Linked DNA regions of Anas platyrhynchos: region 1 is linked to region 2. Evidence: chromatin contacts called from public Hi-C data. All regions are on one chromosome and are shown on one strand. The core of a region is the stretch at or near the end of the contact, and the rest is flanking DNA. Distances in the headings are between cores, read along the strand shown.

The links. A called contact is a pair of places that touch in the nucleus more often than the background predicts.
Region 1: a Hi-C map of liver shows a contact between it and region 2, with 3 times the contacts expected there. The contact joins the enhancer-like site here to the promoter of ATF6 in region 2. A contact is called at or near these places in 2 of 8 Hi-C or Micro-C datasets (liver and small yellow follicle).

What each region holds. Positions count from the first base shown.
Region 1 is chr8:16,081,379-16,084,512 of IASCAAS_PekinDuck_T2T, forward strand. The region is part of intron 15 of ATF6 (activating transcription factor 6); the gene reads left to right. Among named protein-coding and RNA genes, the nearest start is that of OLFML2B, 23 kb to the right of the region's middle. Within about 2 kb of position 1,738, at least 2 of the 8 cell types and tissues checked have an H3K27ac peak or open chromatin away from gene starts, as enhancers often do.
Region 2 is chr8:16,021,733-16,024,913 of IASCAAS_PekinDuck_T2T, forward strand. It overlaps ATF6 (activating transcription factor 6), which reads left to right and starts at 1,846. Exons shown (of 16, transcript XM_072041422.1): 1 at 1,846-1,974; 2 at 2,094-2,170; 3 at 2,832-2,919. The coding sequence starts at 1,899. LOC101798767 (P-selectin) reads left to right here. Exons shown (of 12, transcript XM_072042138.1): 9 at 1-67; 10 at 194-316; 11 at 657-687; 12 at 1,266-1,672. The coding sequence ends at 1,320.

The DNA of each region.
Region 1 (3,134 bases), core at 488-2,987, 60 kb after region 2:
CTTAAGGAAATTTTTATTAGATGTATCAGAATTATTTTTGGCATTCCTCAGTCTGAAACTCCCTTTTCATGTCTGTTACAAAAATCCTTTTCTGGCTGAGCTGAATTATCACATGCAAATGTGAACTTTATCACTTGGAGAATAAACCCTATTTCTAATTTACAAAGTATTTATTCTTAAAATGCTATTGAGTCTGAAGTGGGATAGCTGTTCAGTTATTGGAGTGAATATGATTTGGAAAATGCACATCAGAGTCCAGTGATAAATCGTACCCTTTATTAAGAATGAAACATTGTGAGATTGTAGTTACTGGAGTTTTTTGGGATTTTTCTACAGAACATCGGTATAATCCAGGAAATAAAAAATATCCTGGGACTTGGTAGAGGTGTTGAAATGGATCAGACACGAGGACAGCAATTACGTCAACAATGGCATCGAACACTGCTTCCTCTGTGACACTCAGCCAGGTGTTAGGAAGAAAATTACAAGATACATAAGAGGCAGTGGGTACCTTGGCATAATGTTTAATGTGATAATTAGTAGATTGCTGATAGGAGACTGTTCCCTAAAAACTTCTGCCTGGAGACAAACCTGTTCCTCTCCTTTGAGAACATTGCTCCTCCACCCTGTCCTGCCTCTGCGGGGACTGAGTGTGTCCTGAAGAGGCATCTGGAAGTTTGCTGACAGCAAAGCTTTTCTCCAAGCTGTCTGCTCTGCTTTTAAGCCCACCTTAATTCTTTGTCCACCTGCAGAGAATTGGCTGCTGGAAAAGGCTGGGTCTCCCTGCGTGGAACTGTCAAAGCTTTGAGTGAACGAGCTCCTGCCTTTCCTCATGCCTCAGACAGGTCTTTGTGGAAGAAGGGAAACCCTTTTCACTGCCACTGGCAGAGGAGCTGAAGGGAGTACAAGCGGAATGGCCTTTGCTTTGAATCTTTTTCAGAACTACTTCACTTGCTTTCTTCGACAGGATCTTAATTTTATCTGAGTACTAACGTTTACCCCTGACACTTCACAAACATGAAACAGCTTTACAGTTCATTAGAGGATGTTTTGAACAACTTGGACGGTCTTTTACCAGCAGGGCTGTCATCCTTTTCTGATTGTGCTTTGATCTCTTGAGTGCCCTCTGAGCTCTGCTGGAGACTCTTGAGCTCACTGAGCAGCTCCCAGCAGCAGCAATGGGGAGAGAACAAGTGCGGGCAGAGATCGGGAAATGAAACGAGGTGTCAGTCACTGTCTTGTGTGACTCAACGTGGAGGTTAGTGACATAGCTCTGCAAGGTTTGTTTGACTCTATCTCACCCGTGTACGAAACAGAATTTGGTTTGTAGTTCGAAAAGTTTTTTGTAATTCTTCTCAGGGGAAAACTTGATGTAAGTCCAGCAGCGCTAGTGCTTTTCAGCTGATGGCAGATCTCGAAAGAAAACTTCCTAGTAGACATGTGTGTGTGCGCGTTCAGTACAATGGAAGTTGTAGCTGGAATATTTAAGAGAATATTGTACAAAGCACTCCACTGAGGGCGTGTGTGCTGGTGCCTGAAAGTGTGTTCTGAAATATATTTAAGTATTAAGGTGTTGCTTTTCTTTGTCTTTTTCTTTTTTTTTTTTTTTTAGTAGACAACAATTGTGTTGGTGCATGTTAATCCCTCCTCTCTCACCGATTGGTTTCTCCCCACCCTGTTCCAGCCTCCCTTCCATGCTCACCAGGCCACTCCTGTAATTCACAGCCAGTGCTTTTGCTATCAGCTTCTGCGTTGCTGCCTCCCCAGCTGCTCTCATTGTGCTTTACCCTTGTCCCACTTCCCTGCTGGCTGCTGTCACTCAGCCCAACTCTCCCCTCGGTCCCTGCAGCCAGCTGAGCCCACGTCTTGACCTCCCTCTGCCCAGCTACGACGCCCCAGCATTTCTGGACACAAGTAGTAGTCAAAAACAATCTTCCTGATGGGACCTAAGTAACCCGGGCTTGATAAGCCTGGAGGGAAAAAAAGCAGAGTTGTGTAGCCCCAGTCCCACCGTGCGTGGTTCTGTGAGTATCACTGGTATGACTTTGCTGAGAAGTTATTCCAAGAAGAAATATCTGACAGTTTCTCATGGGAATGAAAGCCAACTGCAATTTACAGTTAAACTTCAGCTTTTGTTTTTAAGCAAGTCATGTTTGTTATGCTGGATTGCAGCTATTATTTTAGAAATCTAACTATGCACTTGAGACCAGTTAAGTCTCCAGTAGATTTCATTCCTAAATTTGCTTTTATTGTAATTCAGAGTCGCGTTGGCTCATTACACCAGTTCCAAATTGACATATAGGCGGTGCCTTGCTTGAAGTTTAAATGGAAACATTTGCCATTAGTCTTGTATTTATTTAACTGCTGTAAAAAATGCAGTGGGTTATAACATGGGTCTTTGGATCAAAATAACCTATAGAGAGCAGCACAGCTAAGCCACTCTTCCGACCCCAAGCACGGGCCTTTTGTCTCTGCAGGACGTCTGCAGCTCTGCAGCGCAGCGCACACTACCAGTAGTCCTCTCCATGCAGCGTGCAAAAGAGAGAACATCTGTACAGCCACTCCTTGTAGGAGACAGCAGTCAGAATTCAGCTGAAGAAGACACTTTGGTTAATGTATTTTTCCCCAGGCAAACACTGGGGTTGCAGATGTTGGAAGAAGCAGAGCTAGTGCCTTGGATTTTCTGCTAGTTACAAACACAAGTGTTGTTAGTGCCAGCATCAGACCATTTACCACGTGGAAACCAACCAGCTGAGTACTAAGCTGCAGATTTCCTGTTGATTTCACGTTAAGGGCTAATGTACGGTCTTCACATGGTGAAGATTTGGGATCCTTCGTTGTCTGGAGGTGAAGGCTGCACATCCTCTTCCTAGAACCCCCTGGATATCCTGTACTGTGTCAGCGTGTCCTTTGGCATTAGTCTCTCCCCTTTCCCTTGCTCCCAATACATGAGTGTAGAAGTCAGGGCCAGCGGTTGTTTACATGGAGGCTGATTCATGGGGATCAGTTCAGCTGCTGGTGCGTGGAATAAGTTACCAGAGCTGGTTACTGAGTCCTGAGTATCCGTCGATCCAAGAGAGAGCTGCTGTGAGGAGAGCATTAACAGCAAGGCTGTTGAAAACAGGGGAGTTTAT
Region 2 (3,181 bases), core at 596-3,095:
ATGGGAGCAAGGCTGCTCAGGTGTCAGGCCACAGGGAACTGGACCAGCCATTCCCCTGTCTGCAAAGGTACGGTGGGGCTGCGATCCCCAGCCTTCTGTGGCACAACTTGAGCATGGAGGGGGGGAACTGTGGTGGCTTTGGCTTGGTGAAGTCCTTCTGGTAACAACCTGTGGTGTTGTGGATCTGTTGCAGAGGATGCTGCCCCCTTCTTAAAGCAAGTCCTGGTTTACACCAGCAGTAGTGCTCTGGTGGTAGCTGGCGTGGTGCTCTCCGGGACACTTCTTGCCTTGCTCGCCAAACGGCTCAGTGACAGAGGTACAGAAACACCTCCTGCAGCCCATGCTTGCTTTGGATGGGGACTTTCAGCCAGGGTGGTTATGGAGACCCAGAGAGGGTGGGTTGGTTGACAGAGTTCAGAAATGTGATGCTGTGTCCAGCTAAAAAGTGTCAGCAGCCAGACTGGGGGGGAGCCGGAAAAACACCTTCCCCTTGAAAAGGGAGAAAGCAATTGCCCCAGCACCCCTCTCCTCCATCCCATGCTTGTCAAACTTGGTTCACTTTGTCAAGTGCTGCTGCTTCCCAAGCCATCTAAAAAGATCTGGTTATTTCTTTTGCATCGGCACTATCCACATGGACACTTCAACACCATCATCAGAGGAGAAGAAGAAGCTTCTGAACCCCACCAGGTGAGAGCTGTGCCCGGGGCCGTGCCCTGCAGGCAGCATGGGTGCTACCCCTGCAGTCACTACATTAGGGTCCAGTTACCCACATCTGTGTGTGTGAGGCTGCTTTGAGAAGCAGTGGGAGCCTATTCAGGGGCTAATGATGTCGTGTTAATTGGTGCTCATCAAAACCCTGTGATTCTGCTGTAGTGCATGATGTCAGGTCTGACTGTGCAGCCCCTGGGGAGACGTGGCAGACACGAGTGCTTTCCTCACACACACATGATTAACTAGTGATAGGAGTAGAGGGAGTGGCCTCAAGTTGCGTCAGGGGAGGTTCGCGTTGGAAATGAGGAGACATTTCTCCTCTGAATGAGCAGTCAGGCATTGGGATGGGGTGCCCAGGGAAGTGGTGGAGTCACCGTCCCTGGGGTTGTTCAAGGAAAGGTTGGATGTGGTGCTTAGGGACATGGTTTAGTGGGTGACATTGGTGGTAGGGTCATGGAGCAGATGATGTGGGAGGTCCTTTCCAACCCTAATGACTCTGTAACGATGACTGCCTCTTTTCCCCCAAGCTGACACCCTTCTGCTTTTCCTCCTAGCGACCTCGGATCACCAGGCATCTTCACCAACGCAGCCTACGACTCCAACTTGTGAGGTGCGTGCCGGCACGCTGCCACCTCACAGCACGCTGGCGACATCCCTTGCTCTGAACAAGCTGTGTATGGAAAACCCACGAGCTTGCAGGCTCCTCCACCTGAAAGTGTGTGTGTGTGGAGAGGAGGAGACCCCCAGGCGCAGGCCAAGAAGGCGGCGAGCCCCCCAAAACCTCTTCCCTCTCCTTGCAGGCAGGGAAATGCCATGCTGTGAGGGCCATCACCCCGCTGCCCCATGTGTGTGGAGGAGACCCCAGAGCTCAGCCACGGACCTTCAGCTTGTGTGGGAAATGGGGAAGCCCCCGGCTGGGTTTTGGGGGGCAATAAATAAATAAATGTGTGTGTGTGTTTGACCTGTGCCTCCGTGTGCTGTGGGGGGGGATACATGGCGGAGTACCAAAGGGGGGGGGTGGGTTCATGGGGGAGGCGGGGGGTATATAGGGGGGTGTGGTAGGTGCTTTTTATTTATTTATTTACTTTATTTATTTATTTTTGGGGCTGGCCCTGTCCGTCTGAGGCCGCCGTAGCGGGGTGTGGCGAGGAGGGGGGCGGAAGCGGCGGAGCAGGAAGGAGGAAGCCATGGCGGCGGCTGCGGCCGAGGCCGAGTGGGAGCCCGCGGGGCTGCTGCCGGCCGCGGGGGGCGGCTTGGACTGGGGTGAGGGGGGACCTGGGGACGGGGAGGGGGCCGGGGGCCGGGGATGGGGCCGGGCCGGCAGCAGCCGAGCCCGGTGCCGGTGCTGAGGCCACTGTTTCTCTCCCCCCCCCCCTCCACAGAGGCGGTGCTGGGCGAGGAGCTGGGCGAGCTGCTGGGCGCCGCCGGGCCGCCGCGGGACATGGGGGCAGAGCCCGAGGTGAGCCGGGGCTGGGGCTGAGGGAGCGATCAGAGCCTCTTTTTTTAATTTCTGGTGGGAAATGGAAGCGGTAGCTCCGGTTTTAGGCGATGACGATGTCGGTGTGGTCAGGCGTGGGGAGGCCTGATCCGTGCGTAACAGCACTGAGGTGATCCTGAGCCGCGGGTCTCCTGCTCTTGGGAAACTGCTGCAGCTCTCTGCTTTAATTTATAAAACGCTTTGAGATGTGGCGATGGAAGGGCGTTAATTGAATCCTTCAATGAAGGTGAAGGGAGAAGATGGCAAAAAGTCACCAAGCCTATACCGTGTAGGGGGTGGTTCAGTGGCTGCAGTTGGAACTTTTGCTTTGTGAAGCTTTGAAAACAGACCAACAACAACCACTGATGCCCTTGAGCTGAAATGCTCTTCTCCTATATCTCCAAGCTCTAAAAGAACCCTAGAATCCTTCTTTTTATTATTTATTTTTTCTTCTGTAGTCAGTTGAGAGGGCCCCTCTAAAGGCTCTTATCTCTGCACGCCTTCAGGCAGCTAACTGATAGTCCTGTGCTTTCCTCTGCTTTCCTTCGCTTGTAATTATAAAAATGTGAACACAACAGCTGATGGATGGTCTCAGTGTGTGTTGTCTTTTTGTCTTGTTTGTTTTTCCGAACTGTCGTTTCAGGAGAGCGATCTCTGTAACTTCCATTTTGACTTGGATTTGATGTCCTGGGACTCAGACCTTTGGAACATCACAAGCCACGCTTATTCAGGTAACTCCTGGCTGTATTCAGCAGCTGGGGCAATGCCCCCCCTGCACCACAAGGGTGAGCTGTTAGTGCCTTATGGTGCCGATCGTTTGGCACCGTTGGGTGCCTGCTGAACCTGTCCCTCTGCTGAGAAATCAGGCGGTGTTTCTGTAGGATGGGTGCAGCTGGTGAGGGCTGGCCTGCAGGCCAGGCTGTTAAGTGTCTTCCATCTCTCAAAGCTCTCTGCTGTGCCTTGCTTCAGGAATTAAATAGCTGGTGCAATGTG